Linked DNA regions of Mus musculus: all the other regions are linked to region 2. The links are chromatin contacts, called in public HiChIP or PLAC-seq and Micro-C maps. All regions are on one chromosome and are shown on one strand. Each heading gives the region's core, a stretch centred on a gene start, on an enhancer-like site or on the middle of the called end of the contact. The rest is flanking DNA. Distances are from core to core; before and after follow the strand shown.

Region 1 (2,700 bases), core at 178-2,677, 630 kb before region 2:
ATGGGATTGTTTCTAAATTTAGTTGTAAAGATTTACATTTAAAGACAAGTCATTACAATATTCTTAAATTCCTGGAAAACTCTAATTTCTAAATTAAGAACATTTGTCAAATTTTATGAAATCTTAAATACACTTTAAATGGTCAGTTCGTGTTTAATTAACACACAATGTAAATGACAGTCCTTGAAAAATGTGGTACTTCTTCCAAAGAAAAAACAAGCTGGGGTCAACCACCCAGCTTCTCCACCACACCATCTCTCAGAGCAATTGACAACCAAAGCCTCTACAAGGACACTGCTTTGGGGAAAGGGGCGTGAACCCGTCACCTTCCGAGCAGGCGTTGACTTCAGAAAGTACAGCTGTAAGTTAAGTCCACCCTGACACAGACTCCTGCCGCCTTTTCTTGGGTGTGAGACTTTTCTTGCTCAAAGTCGAGCTTCAACTCGGTCTACGGAACTTAGGGCAGCCGCCCTGCCCCTCGGCAGGTACCAGTTCCCATTACTGTCACCTGTCTTCCAGCTGTCAAAACTTCTTGCAAAGTGTCACACTACTTACGAAGGCTAACGCGGGAGGCTGGACCAGACCGCGGCGCTCACCGTTGTCCCCAGAGCCGACGCGGGCCGTAGACGTCCCCCCGTGGTGGTCCTCATGCCGGCCCGGGACCCTCGGGTTGCGGCGCGGCTCAGCGGCCCGCTCCCGAGCGCTGCAGGCGGGCGCGCGGAGGGCCCGCGCCGCGGCCCATGGCCGGCTCCCCAGCCCGCGGGAAGGAAGCCTCTCGACAAACTGCCGCTTTCTCTTGTCAGCCAGCGGGGGGAGCCGAGATATGCCAAGTCCACGTCCAAGAAAACAAGTCGGGCGACGCCGAGGACGCTTGGCGGGGACGCCGCTCCGGAAGCCGACTGTCGAGCTGGGCGCTCCTCAGCAGTCTGGAGCTCCCGCCCCGAGCGCGGGCTCGCGGGCAACCGGGGCCTCTTCTGCCCCGGGCTGGGACCGAGACTGGCTTCCAGGCCGCGCCAGGGTCAGTCAGGGCAGCAACCGGACTCCAACACCTATCCGCCCGGGACCTCAGGCTCGGCAACGGCCCGGGGCCCGCGCCTGCCTAACAGCCGTAACGGAAGCAGCGGGAAAGACTGGAAATGAGTCTAGAGTCCCGGAAGCGAGCGGGCAGCACAGTCGGCTCCCTTTCGCGCTAGTCCGGCCGCGCCGCCTCCGCCGCCGCTGCTTTGGACCGCGGATGCTTCGTTGTCACGAGCCGGAGGGGAGGGGGGAGGCGGGAGCTTGGAGTCTCTGGGCTTCGACGCGCTGAGAGCGCGGCGCTCAAGTCACGTGCCTCCAAGCAGTCCAATGGACGGCCGCGGCGCGGTGACGTCAGCGCATCCGCTAGGCGGATGACAGCAAACACCCGTCACGTGGTCAGGCCAACTCCAATGGGCGGTGCCGCGGCGACCTGAAGTTCCCGGCTGCCCGTGCGGCGGCGGTGGTTGGGTGGTAAGATGGCGGCTGTGAGTCTGCGGCTCGGCGACTTGGTGTGGTGAGTCCTGGCGACCAGCGCTGAACGAAAGACGGCGCGAAGCTGCTTTTCCTGGTCGCAGGGTTGCCAGCTGGCCCAGGAGTAGTTTTATTATGCACTCCGGACGGCGGAGAGTGGGGAAGAGGAGGTGCCGCCGCGGTGTGAACGACGCTTGAGCGGAAGAGGCTGTCCGGTCCCCGGGGGACCGAGGCCGAGAGGGGCCGCGGCGGTCCCTGCTCTGAACCCTGAGGCCATCCCAGGGGAGGGTTACGGCTCTAGAACTCTGGCTCCAGCTGCCACTGCAGAGAACTCTGGCGTGGCGTGGAGTCCCAGGGTCTCTCCGGACCTCCTCTCAAAGCAGGAGAGGATACCTTGCTAGAGACAGAGCCGTCCATACCCGCGTTCGGTTGGGACAGACGTGGGCTCGAGGCTTGGTTCCAGGTGGCGAAATCCGACTGCCCGGCGCTGCCCCATGAAGAAACCGAGGGGAGGGTGACTTCTCCTTTGCAAATGATGGCTAGGCGGTGATCCAGTGCCTCTCGTTCTGTTCCTTGTGTCCCCTGCAACAGCCAAAACCAAGAGTGACCATTGTCTCCTTGGAACTGCGTAGTTTCCCTACCTAGAGGAAGGTTTCCATGATCATTTGTCAAAGGAAAGCCGATCATGGGGTGAATTAAATCAGTCTTAGGGAAGTCTGTGTTTACAGAGAGAAGTTTCCAACACTCTCCCAGGGAGGTACCAGACCAGTGACGTCCTGATGGTTTTGTTTTTCTATGTTCCTTCTCGGGAAGAGTGCACAGATCTCAGGCACACACACACACACACACACACACACACACATATATATATATATACAGTTTTGTATGTAATATGTGAGGGCCCTGAGCCCAGCTGTGAAAGACCCATCTGGTTTGCCTGCTTTTGTTCTGGCCCTTTTGTTCAGCCTAGAGTTAGAAGCATAGATTGCTTGTTGAGTGGGCTGAAGGAGATGGACTGGCTTTTCCAGGGCAAGTTCTGACTGTTTGTATTATTTTCTCTAGGGGGAAACTGGGCCGGTATCCTCCCTGGCCAGGAAAGGTGAGTGCATTGTTGGTTTTAAAAGAAGGTAGTTGAAGCTAAGGGAGAGGGTTAACATGTTGAATTTCCTCCATTCTCTAACACTGACTTAAAATGGGCTCATTTTGATAAAA
Region 2 (2,700 bases), core at 166-2,665:
GTTTTTGTTTTTTTTCCTGTTCTACTTTGCCCTTTAATGACAATTTGCCCCTTACTTGTGACAATACCTTAGGCTCTGTGTTTGGTGACTCTGGCACTGTGAAGAGCACTTGGCAGTTTGGTTGTGGAGTATTTTTCAGATTAAGTTCCTTCCTCAGATGTTTTCTCATAATTAGATGGACATCTTGCACTTTGAGCTGGAATATATCAACAATGACACGTTTACTTTAAAAAGTTCCTGTTTATTGTGGTGCAATACATACTGCATAAAACTTACCATTTATGCAGTTGTACTTATCATTAAAGCAATCCAAAGACACTAGTACGTTCATGAAGTATACCTACTACAGAATCCACGGCGTTGTGTTCTCACTAGTTCCAGATGTTTTCATCACCCCAAAAGGAACCCCCAGGCTTGATAGTGTAGTCAATACCTAGTACTTCATACAACCGCAGGCATCCATCACCTGTATTTTCTCTATAGATTTGCTTGTTCTGGGCATTTCACATTAATACAATCATACAATATGTGGCCTCTTGTGTTTGGTTTCTTTTACCCAGTGTGTTTCAGAGGTTGTAGCAAGTGTACTTCATTTTTATAGTCGAATAATATTCGGTTGTATAGATAGTCTATATTTTACCTTCCTATTCCTGAATTCCACAGTGACTGTGGATGCCTGGGATGGGCCCCGAGAGCTGTGGGAAGGAAGGGTCAGTTAGTCCCCTGTGGTTGCAGAAAAACACTGTACGGTGTGGCAGCCAGGGTGCGACCAGAGAATATAGAATTGTGTTTATTCAGGCCAGAGTTTACACAGACCAATGTAGAACTTATTAATGGGAAGCTGATTTCTTTGAACGTTTTCCTTGTGGAGAGGGAAAAACAGTTGTTCATGTGAAGAATGAAAGATCTTCAAAGTCGGGAAGATAACTTCCCCAGGGGGTTGGCAAAGGTGGTCCTCAGTGGTGCTCGACTTTAGAAGCTATCAGAAGTGGCTTGGCTGGTGATGATCATTTCCATCCCCCAGCAAGTTCAGAGGGGCCTAGCACCACTGGGAACACTCCTACATTGCTGGCAGAATGGGAGGGAGGTCACAATCGAGCAAAGCCAGGGACTGAAAACTTCGATGTATCCAAAAGGTAAACTGCGCTTAGATGCTTCCTGTGCGGACTTGGGGGCCAGGCTGCGGGGCAAGTAGTCAAAGGCAGCCAAGGCCTCGGAAGAAGGCGGAGGCCTGGTGCCCACAGCAGGCGGCCCAGGCTCGGAGCAGCCCAGGGCGGAGGGCGGCGCCCAGAGCGCGTCCGCCCGGCCCCGCCCCGCTGCAGCCCCGAGCCGGGCGCGCGCTCCTAGGCGGGGTGGCGCGCTGCTGGTGCGCGTGTCCCGGACCCGGCGGTGACGTGCGCGGGCCGCGCGTGCGCGCTGCGGCAGAGGAGAGGGGCGGCGCGGGCGCGCGTCTGTCAGTGACAGCGGGAGGGGGAGGAGGAGGGGGCCGGAGATGGTGGTGGCGGCGGCTGCGGCTGCTACTCTTCCGACCTGAGGCAGCGGCTGCGGGAGAGCGGGCGGCGGGCGCAGCCGCAGCGGCATCTGTAGCTCAGGCAGGGCCCCTGGGGCGTGGGCGCGGCGTGCGGACGACCGGCGTGCTGGCCAGCCGGCGTCGCGGGAGTCAGGCTCTGCGGCAGCCCGCACGGCGGTCTGTGGAGGGGCCCGCGCAGTGCCCCGAGCTCGGCTCTGGGCCGGGGTGCGTTCGGCTGCGGGCAGCAGGCCCTGCTAGACCGGCCGCTCGGACGGGCGGCCCTCGGGCTCCTCAAGCTCGCGAGCAGGGGCGCGGGGCAGGGTAGCCCGCTGGTGCTTAGCCGCAAGGGGACGGAACGCGGCAGGAGCCGCAGGTTGGCCCGCGCGCTTTGACGCACCGGGCGCTGCTGCGGCAGGATGAAGCGCTGCTCGCCTCCCGAGTTGTTTTTGCGAAAGCTGCTCCCGGTGCCCCGAGCGCTCAAGGTCTGAACTTCCCTCTGGAGCTGCAGTTGGAGTTGCACGGGGAGAGGCCACCAGCGGGCGACGGCGCCCGAGGGGAGCGCAGCGCAGCGCTGCCGGGGACCCAAGACTCAGCGCGGCCGCGGCACGAGAACCCTGGGAGCACCAGGTACGGCCCGTGCGGTTCTCGCTCGCCTTGGCGCTTTTATGCGCCGTTATGGGCAGTTTTGGTGAACATATGGTGGTGCCTTCCCAAGTGGCTCGCCAGAGCTCGCACTCGCGACAAGCACAGGTCGCGTGGCCCTCCGGGAGTGTGTGTAGTCAGGCCGCTCTAATTCTGCTGGTTTTGCCTGCAGGTGCCCCTGACCTGGTCGGGAAAGGTTCCAAGAGCTCGGCAACATGGCTTCCTCACCCCACCAGCAGCTGCTGCATCACCATAGCACCGAGGTGAGCTGCGACTCAAGCGGAGACAGCAACAGCGTGAGGGTCAAGATCAACCCTAAGCAGCTGTCCTCCAACACCCACCCGAAGCACTGCAAGTACAGCATCTCCTCCAGCTGTAGCAGCTCGGGAGACTCAGGGGGCCTTCCCCGGAGGGTTGGCGGCGGGGGTCGCCTGCGCAGACAGAAGAAGCTGCCCCAGCTTTTTGAGAGGGCCTCCAGCCGGTGGTGGGACCCCAAATTCGACTCCATGAACCTGGAGGAGGCCTGCCTGGAGCGCTGCTTTCCGCAG
Region 3 (2,700 bases), core at 96-2,595, 710 kb before region 2:
ATGTGCATGTGTGTGTGTGGTGTGTGTGGTGTGTGCATGGTGTGTGCACATGAAAGTGGGCACCTGGGGAGCCCAGAGGAAGTCATTGAATCCCCTGGTGCTACATCTGCCTAACAGGTTCTGGGAACTAACAGGGCCCTCTCAAGAGCAGTGCGTTCTCTTAGCTACTGAGCCCCCCAGCCCTGAACACCAACCTCCTTATTCTAATCCTGTGGGACAGAGACTGGAGTCAGACAGCTGAGCTTGGATCCCCAGTCTCTTGACAGTGTGAGCAAGTCCCACAGTGACTGTCCCTTTCCATTCTCAAGATCTCATCTCCCCTACTTGAACTGTAAGCTCTTTGGCTGTCACCAGAGTCTCTGCAGCTCACCTCTCCCCATGAGCTCCCACCCACCCCCACCCCCACCCCAGGGTAGCACTGAGTTCTCTCAGCTGTCTCTCTTTCACTCTAGCTCTTACCCAGAGTGTTTTCCATTAGCCAACAAAACCAGGGCTGCGTCCCTTATGGCAGCTCATGAGTGTGAGATGTGGGTACAGATCTGAATGGGTAAAGCTCCACGTTTCCCACAGCCCCCAGCCCAGCCTCACTCCGGGACATGCGGGCAGGACTATGCAACATTGCTGTTTCTCAGCCAGAACTAGTTTCTATGATCCACCATTAAGTCTCTATCATACCAGGCCCGGGGTTATGAACGTTTCAAGGGATAGTTATGTCCTCCCCGGCTGTTTCCCTGCCTGTTGGAGTGCCACTGTGTGCCAAGCTCTTTGGTGAATTAGCTACAGGAATCTCCTATAGCCCTTCTGGATGTGGGTCGTCGTTAATCTTCTCTTGGCCAAGGAGGAAACTGAGGCAGTAAGTAAAACAACTCTCAGAGAAGTCCTAACTGACCATAGGTGGCCACAAGAATCCAATTCAGTAGCGTGCTATGGCTGTGGCCATCGCCAGTCCCGCTGAGTGTGATTTGTTGACATTGCAGGGAGCAGAGACCCCACTTCCACCTCGGGTCTCCCACACCTGTCTGAGGTTCCACCTGTGGCTCATCACAAGAGGAGTGTCATGGTGTTTTGGGATTGCCCAGGTAAACCCTTCAGCCAGAGGGCGCGCCAGGCTCTATGTGCACGATGGGCGCGGCCTAGCGCAGGTGGCCTAGTCGTCCAGGTTCTGGCGACAGGCTGCGCAGCCTCTGCAGTAACAGGCAACAGGGGCGGTGTCCGGCGGGGACCCAGGGAGCGCGTCCGAAGCCCCGCCTGCAAGGTAAGCGCCACCTTCCCGGGGTGCGGCAGGCAAGCAAGTGGCCGGCGATCGCCCCGCCCTGTTCCTGTAGTGACCCAGAGCCGCGGCCCTCCGCACACGGGGCTCTGCGCGCCGCTGCCGCTGCCGCCTCCGCCTCCGCCGCCTTCTTTCACCTGCGCCCGCCGCCCGCTTTCGGTGCGCGCCGGGTCCGTCGCCGCGTTCCAGGTCCCTCTGTCCCAAGCGCCACCATGCACTCGCTCTTCAGGAAGAGAAACAAAGGCAAATACAGCCCAACGGTGCAGACGCGGAGGTGAGGGGGCGTCCTGGGTTAGGATGAGGGAGACCTAGGGCTGAGCCAGGAGTGGGGATGCGTGGGCAGGCTGTGCGGAGGTTCCTCTATAACTGGAAAGTTCTGCCCTGCTGGGAAGGGGCACCAAGAGTGACAGGAGGGACTCTAGAGCCCCATGATGCGCTACTTTGGGGGCCTAGATGGTGGGGACTTGAGTAAGGAGTACAAGGTTGTCCTGAAGCTGGAATCTCGGTCATGAAACGTTGTGTTTCCACCCTGGGACTCGGAAAATAAGTTGTGTGTAGGGTGATCTCCTGCGGGAATTGTAGACCGTGCAGGTGCTGCTGCTGGCGTTGGGTTGTGAGATCTGGTGGCTCCGAGGGTGAGCCACCTGTCCCCGGCTGCACCTGCCTGCCAGCGCTGGAGCACTCGGAGGCCGGAGGCCGCGGTGGGTCCTGGGGCCCCGGGGGACATGCTAAGGCAATCTCAGGCTCTCTAGACTCCCGCTCGGCCCGGCTGGGTGGGGACAGACCAATTTTTCACTGCGTGATTTCTCAGGGGTGTGGCTCCTGGCGCTTCCCCACCCCCCTATCCCCGAAACTGGCCGCGTCTGCGATCTCTGAGTTCTCAGGGCCGCCTGAGAAGCGAATGACATGTCTTGATGTGTCTGGATGGAGAGACAGCCCACGTCGGTTTTGATAAGCCTAATGTATTCATTCGGTTAATAACCGGTTTGGGGGAGACTGGTAATGTTGCTGAGATTGAGGGAGGGGTGGAATTCGTTCCTCTGCCTTGGCATCCCTCTAGAGGAAGTGGGGGTGGTCCCTCCAAATAACTTTAGGCAGATGAGAAGTGGCAAGCACTCACCTGGCTCAGCACCTAGCTGGGCTCCTTCACTGGCCCATGAACAGTTCCTCCCCACTCCCCAGATTCCAGATGGAGGCAAGACAAGAGATTCTGGCCCCGGAGCTTTCCCACTGACTGTTGTTCTGCCTTTCAACCCAGACCCACCTACTGAGACGGGTGCCCTGGGCACTGCAGCCTGGAGTGTGGCCTGGGTATTCTTATGTTTTCTGAAAGTCTGCTTTCCTGTAGTCCCGCTGACAGGGCTGTTTGATGCTCAGCGTAGTTTCTTCCCTTGTTCTACGGTCCCCTCCCCTCTCGTTTCTTCTCCTCA
Region 4 (2,708 bases), core at 206-2,705, 680 kb after region 2:
TATTCCATTGATACTCCTCACTTCTGCTCGATCACACTCACCTGTTCTAGATGCTTCCACGTTTCACTACTAGATAAGGTGAACTTATCAGGCTGCGACCATAGCCCCTCGGTGCTTAGCTGTTTTTCAGAGTTCAATTAGCAGAGATCCAGTTCTGTATTGCAAACTATTGACTAAGATATGCTGGGTGTTATCCACTAAATATAGGCCTGGGATAGTGGCACATGCCTGTGGGAATCAGCAGTGGGGAGGCTGAAGCAGGAGGATTGCCTCGAGTTTAAGCCTGGGCTACATATCTAGACTCTGCCTGTAACCCTAGAACTCGGAATTTGGGGAGACTGAAGGTGGAGGACCACCACTGTTCTGCAGCCAAGCTCAACTACACACTGAGTCAGTTAGCTTGAGCTACGTAAGACTTTGTCACAAAACAAACCCCTCAAAGCAGTGGCAGTAGGTGTCATCCAAACGACATACTTTTCTCCAAGTCCTCAAAATTATTCCCAGACAGTGCTTTAGCCAACAGAAAAACAGGACGAAACAGATTAAGTAGTCTGCCCAAAGTCACGAGGCCTGTGAGAAGCTTTCTAACTACATAACTAAATACTGGTGGAAGTGCTCCTCACTTCCTACTGTCGTCATATGGGAACAATCTGGAAGGAAAGGATAAGCTACAAAAAAATCCCTCTCCTTCCTGTAAAGTGTACTCAGGACGATCAAGTATATTCGACTACAGAAGAGGCTAGCACAATGACTTCCGGGCCAAACCACGGGTAAAACAGCTGTCACCTGTTGCCTCAGTTTCCCAAGTTCTTTCTGCATACGCTCCACAAGAGTGACTGCTTCTTCGCCGCTCTCTGGGCGCAGCTCCTGCACCCTGCTCTGAATCTCCTGGGGAAGGATAGTCAAGAACTGCTCCAGCACCAACAGCTCCAGGATCTGTTCCTTGGTGCGCATCTCCGGCCGCAGCCACCCGCGGCAAAGCTCCTGAAGCCGGCTAAGGGCCTCCCGGGGACCCGGGGCGTCCTGAAAGCGGAACCGTCGAAATCGCAGATGGGAGGCCTCCGGGCTGGGCTCTGGCTCAGGCGGGGGTACCTCGTGGCTCCAGGCACAGTCCTCCTCCAGTTTCACTATGAGGAGCCCTTCTGGCTCCTGCGAGCTTGGGCCCGCAGCCATAGTCATGCCCCGACACCAGCCTAGGTCCCGACACCAGCTACGTCCGCCTTGAGAGACGCCCTGGGTTCTGTACAGCAGTAGGCCACGGCTGCAGCAACCGAGAGACTCCGGGCTCCAAATCCCGCCGGAGGAACCCAGGTCACAATCTCAGCAATATCAGGCCTGCAGCGTCGCCACCTGACCGGCTTCTCAGGCCCGCACAGAACTTAAGTCGCAGGGCCCGGGTCGCAAGCCTCAGCACGCGAGTTAGGCGTCATAAGCCAACGGCCGCTAGTCAGGACGGACTTCCGGTTCACGTTTCCCTTGCGCTGTCTCCCATTGGGTCGGGTCTCACCACGTACTCACGGTCCACCCAGGACAAGGAAAATTTGCATAAAAGAGCGGGAGGGGAACAAGTCGGATGGGGATGAGGGGCGGGGCTACGCAATGGGCGGGGCCTCCAGGTGGGGAAGCGGTAGGGGTGGGAATCCCTGGGCGGATGTGACCCGGGGACAACCTGGCTCAGATTTGCATAGGAAAGTTTGCCAAAAGGTAAGTTCTTCAGCCACGCTTGAACCAGAGTCCAGAGGCGCTAGAGTGTCATGTCGGGGCCCAGAAGCTTAACAAAGAAAACCTTTCCGAAGGCCGATCCCAACACTCCGGAGACCTACAACCGGAAATAGACTGTGCTTCCAGGGCTCGAGCTGCCTGGGGCTGGTGGGAAATGTAGTCCATGGCGCGCCCTTGTTATTGCGCCTGCACTGTGGCTTGAGCAGGTCTAAATGGATTGTCGAGCTACGATAAACATACCCGTGCCCGAGCTTTTGCCTCCCTGTGAGCGATGGTCCCTAGTCCTCCATCTTTAGGTGGCTGGTCGACCCAGAAGAACGCTCTGGGTATGAACTGCTCTTGCCATCTCCCAGAGCAGGTCTAAGGATTAGCATAATCATCGGCTCTGACTATTTTCCTGAAGGTTGAAGAAAAGGAAACACCAAGGCGGACTTCCTTATTTTTTGAAGAGAGAATAGCCCAGGCCTGAGACTGCAGCTGTCACAGACAGGTGGTGGAGTCTGCAGATTCTAGGAGTGTGTCACGAAAACCCGTAATCACTTATTGGACACATGCTTACATTGTTGTCTATTCATTGCAACTCAAGAGGCAGGGAAAGCCTTCCTTGCTCTGGTCTCCCTTTGTGAACTTTTTATACTTTGTAAGACCTTGAGGCAGGAAAATGGCCACCAGGAGCTCCAGCAGCCAGGTCCCTCCCACCTCTGACTTCCTTAATGGTCCCTAACCCTAATAGTTGTTTAATAATAGCTGTTACTGTCATTCCCTGGCCCGAGGAGGAAGAGTAGCCTGGCCCCACCCTACAAGACAAAAAGATAAAAATAAATAAATCCCACCAACCCTGAACAGAAAAACCCACTAATCCTGGAGCTTGGTATAGAAACCCTTCAAGCCCTGAGCAAACTCATCAGTCTCTGATCTCCTTCAAGCTCAGTGAAATTCTACCAATCCTCACCCTGGAAAGCTGTGGTGGGAAGATTAAGAAATCT
Region 5 (2,700 bases), core at 91-2,590, 540 kb before region 2:
AACTGGCAAGGACATCACTGCTTTGTCTTTGGATGTCATGGGGGCCAGGACTCAAAGGACACCGTCTGTCATCATCAAGGAGTCCTGTGGAGCACACAAGGTGAGGTGGCAGTGTCTGGGTGTTCAAGGAGAAACTAGCATTGGTAGCCTTCCCAAAGCCTTGATCAGCTGTAGATGAAAATGCACCCGCAAAAATTCTAGTTTCTACCCATTTCCTTCTGGTTCTGCAAACTTATGTCACTTGGTAGCAGGACTGTATGTGTGGGTATGTGCAGTCATGAGTGCACAAGATGGTGGTGTCCTCTACTGCTCTCATAGAGGATCACAATTCAGTTTCCAAAACCACAACTACTTGCAACTTTAACCTCAGGGAGAGCCCGTCTCTGGCGTCCACTCGTATCTGCACTGGAGTACACATACCCACCTTCACACCCATACACATAATTAAAATACAAACTAATTCATTAATATAATTAAAAATAATCTTTAGAATTAGAGGTTTAAGATCCATTATTCAAGAGATTTTTTTTTTTAGTCATCACTCAAATGAGTCTCTATAATCCAGTCGCTGGCTCAGCTCCACCTTTTATATCTCACCCTAAAGAAAACACGTTCAGTCCTCAGGGGCAGAGGGACTTTAGGATTGTGGGTGAAGGCCTAGCAAGCGGACCAAGCAGATCAGCTAACGGTGCCAAACCAGAGCTGCGTCAGAGGAGTGAGTGGGGTCTTAGGGCATTTGAGCAAGGACGGGTGCTTGGCTGTCCTGAATTGGGAACCACAGGTGGAGACGCTTTTGGTATACGCACCAAAAGATGTTTCCTACCAGGGGCTTTGGCGGTAGGACACAGAATCACCGAAGTGAAGGGGGCCGCCCAGGACTGATCGTCCTTTAGGTGTGCAAGGCGGGGAGGGTTGAAGGAAGGCTTGACCCGCAGAGGAAAGAGCATGGAGGAGCTCAGAAGACCGAGCGGCTCAGTGTTTCTCCTCAAAGCCAGTTGGCCCCGCCTCGCCCCGCCCCGCGCCAGGCGTCGTTGTCAAGGGAACTGGAAGGCAGCGGGACGAGGCAGTCCGTGCTAGAGCCGAGGGGAGGGTCTCATTCCCTGCCACCCGCAGCCAGGACCCACCCATCGTCGCGTGGGTTTCCGCGGTCTCCCACTTGCCTCAGCCGCTCCGCCCGCCCACTTGCCTTGTCCCCGTGCTGAGTACGGCCACCCACGGCGGCCTGGCGACTCGCCGCCTGCCTCTCTGCCTCAGGATTGGCTCCCGAGCGAATGGGCCGGTATCTGCCATCTCATGGGCTGCTGTGGCGTGTCAATAACAGAACGTCCGTCACCTTCCCGGGATGCTCTGCGCCGTGCGAGGATTACTTCCGGGGTGGGCCGGGCGCAGGGCTGTCGGCCGGTGAGGGGCGAGCCGCTGTCGCTGGAGGGTGGCCCGGGAACCTGAGGCCTTGCAAGGTAGGCCGGGCCGCGGCAGGGCCCTCTGAGAGGTGGGGCCCAAGGCGCCCTGAGTCTGCTCGGGTGGGCAGCCCTGGCGTTTGCCTGTCGCAGGGTTTGGGGACACGGGCCCGCCGCCGTGGTGCTAAACTAAGGGGTCACGCGAGGTGTCGGCCAGACTGCTGAGCCACACGGGAGCCTGCGGTCGTGCATAGTCGCCGGGACCGCTAGGGTCGGAACTGCGTCGTACATTTGGGCTGCAGGGGCTCCCTCGAGGCCTTCATGGATCTCTTGGAGGAATGACAGTTGCCTCCAGAATAGAATTTTTTTTAAAACTAAGATTTAAGAATTTTAAGAATAACTTATCAGGGCTGCAACTGAAATTCTGAGAGAGAGAGGTGCAGAAGACATAGAAACTTTTATTTTACTTGAATCGATTTTTTGGGGGTGTTGGTTTTTTGAGATTGTGGGCGTGTCTCACTGTGTAGACCAGGCTGGCCACAGACTCACTGAGATCTACCTCCCAGATGCTGAGATTAAAGGCCGGTGCCACTACGCTGGCGGGTTGGATGTTTTTAGTGTAAGCATCTAATGTTACCCAGGTTGTCCTTGAACTCAAAGGCGGTCCTATTGTCTCAGCCCCCCAAGAGCTGGAGTTGCAGGTGTGAGTTCTTCCAGGGTTCTGCTAATCCGCCTATGGTTTCCAGTTTGGGGAAGCACGTGTCCATTCTGTTGGTTCAGACTAGGTTAGGTGCTACTTGAGCGCAGGCCTTGCAGCAGGAGAAGCTGGTGTTTCCAGGATACAGGCCTTGTTTTCACCTTACCAGCCCACACACATCACTCATCGTGAGACTGGCAAACTGTTGTATGTTGTCCTTTTTATAACTTTTAAAAGTAAACTTATGTCCTTGCAAGTTGTGTATATATAGTGCTTATCACTGAGATAGATCCTCAACAATCTTTCTACTTTTTAAAAACATATTTGTTTTAATCTAAGTACACTGTAGTTGTCTGGTGATTGTGAGCCATGTGGTTGCTGGGATTTGAACTCAGGACCTTCAGAAGAGCAGTCAGTGCTCTTGACTGCTGAGCCATCTCTCCAGCCCATCTTTCTACTTTTAAAATATTTTAGTCTCACTAAGTTGCCCAGGCAGGCTTGGGATTTGACTCTTCTGCCTCGTCTGGAAGTTGTGCTGCCAGGCCCAGCTTTCACCAACACAGGATAATGCTAGAGTGTTTAAGGGCCTCGAGGGAATTAGTACCT

Evidence for each region. A called contact is a pair of places that touch in the nucleus more often than the background predicts. HiChIP or PLAC-seq counts read pairs in DNA pulled down with a chosen protein or histone mark.
Region 1: a Micro-C map of embryonic stem cells shows a contact between it and region 2, with 9 times the contacts expected there. The contact joins the promoter of Glyr1 here to the promoter of Adcy9 in region 2. A contact is called at or near these places in 1 of 39 promoter capture datasets (cranial neural crest) and 1 of 484 Hi-C or Micro-C datasets (embryonic stem cells).
Region 3: a contact with region 2 is called in a FOXA1 HiChIP or PLAC-seq map of pancreatic cancer cells. The contact joins the promoter of Ppl here to the promoter of Adcy9 in region 2. A contact is called at or near these places in 1 of 39 promoter capture datasets (embryonic stem cells), 1 of 484 Hi-C or Micro-C datasets (embryonic stem cells) and 2 of 115 datasets of contacts at active chromatin or transcription factors (embryonic stem cells and pancreatic cancer cells).
Region 4: an H3K27ac HiChIP or PLAC-seq map of embryonic stem cells shows a contact between it and region 2, with 2.8 times the contacts expected there. The contact joins the promoter of Zfp263 here to the promoter of Adcy9 in region 2.
Region 5: a contact with region 2 is called in an H3K27ac HiChIP or PLAC-seq map of microglia, with 4 times the contacts expected there. The contact joins the promoter of Anks3 here to the promoter of Adcy9 in region 2. A contact is called at or near these places in 1 of 115 datasets of contacts at active chromatin or transcription factors (microglia) and 1 of 9 other capture datasets (adipose tissue).

The regions. Positions count from the first base shown.
Region 1 is chr16:5,048,637-5,051,336 of GRCm38.p6, reverse strand. Glyr1 (glyoxylate reductase 1 homolog (Arabidopsis)) reads left to right here and starts at 1,427. Exons shown (of 16, transcript NM_001079814.1): 1 at 1,427-1,531; 2 at 2,551-2,587. The coding sequence starts at 1,494. Ubn1 (ubinuclein 1) reads right to left here and starts at 1,280. Exons shown (of 19, transcript NM_026666.4): 1 at 556-1,280.
Region 2 is chr16:4,419,213-4,421,912 of GRCm38.p6, reverse strand. It overlaps Adcy9 (adenylate cyclase 9), which reads left to right and starts at 1,415. Exons shown (of 11, transcript NM_009624.3): 1 at 1,415-2,137; 2 at 2,325-2,700. The coding sequence starts at 2,368.
Region 3 is chr16:5,131,126-5,133,825 of GRCm38.p6, reverse strand. Ppl (periplakin) reads left to right here and starts at 1,345. Exons shown (of 22, transcript NM_008909.2): 1 at 1,345-1,544. The coding sequence starts at 1,483.
Region 4 is chr16:3,742,846-3,745,553 of GRCm38.p6, reverse strand. Zfp263 (zinc finger protein 263) reads right to left here and starts at 1,455. Exons shown (of 6, transcript NM_148924.3): 1 at 787-1,455. The coding sequence starts at 1,179.
Region 5 is chr16:4,962,877-4,965,576 of GRCm38.p6, reverse strand. It overlaps Anks3 (ankyrin repeat and sterile alpha motif domain containing 3), which reads left to right and starts at 1,340. Exons shown (of 17, transcript NM_028301.4): 1 at 1,340-1,457. It also overlaps 4930451G09Rik.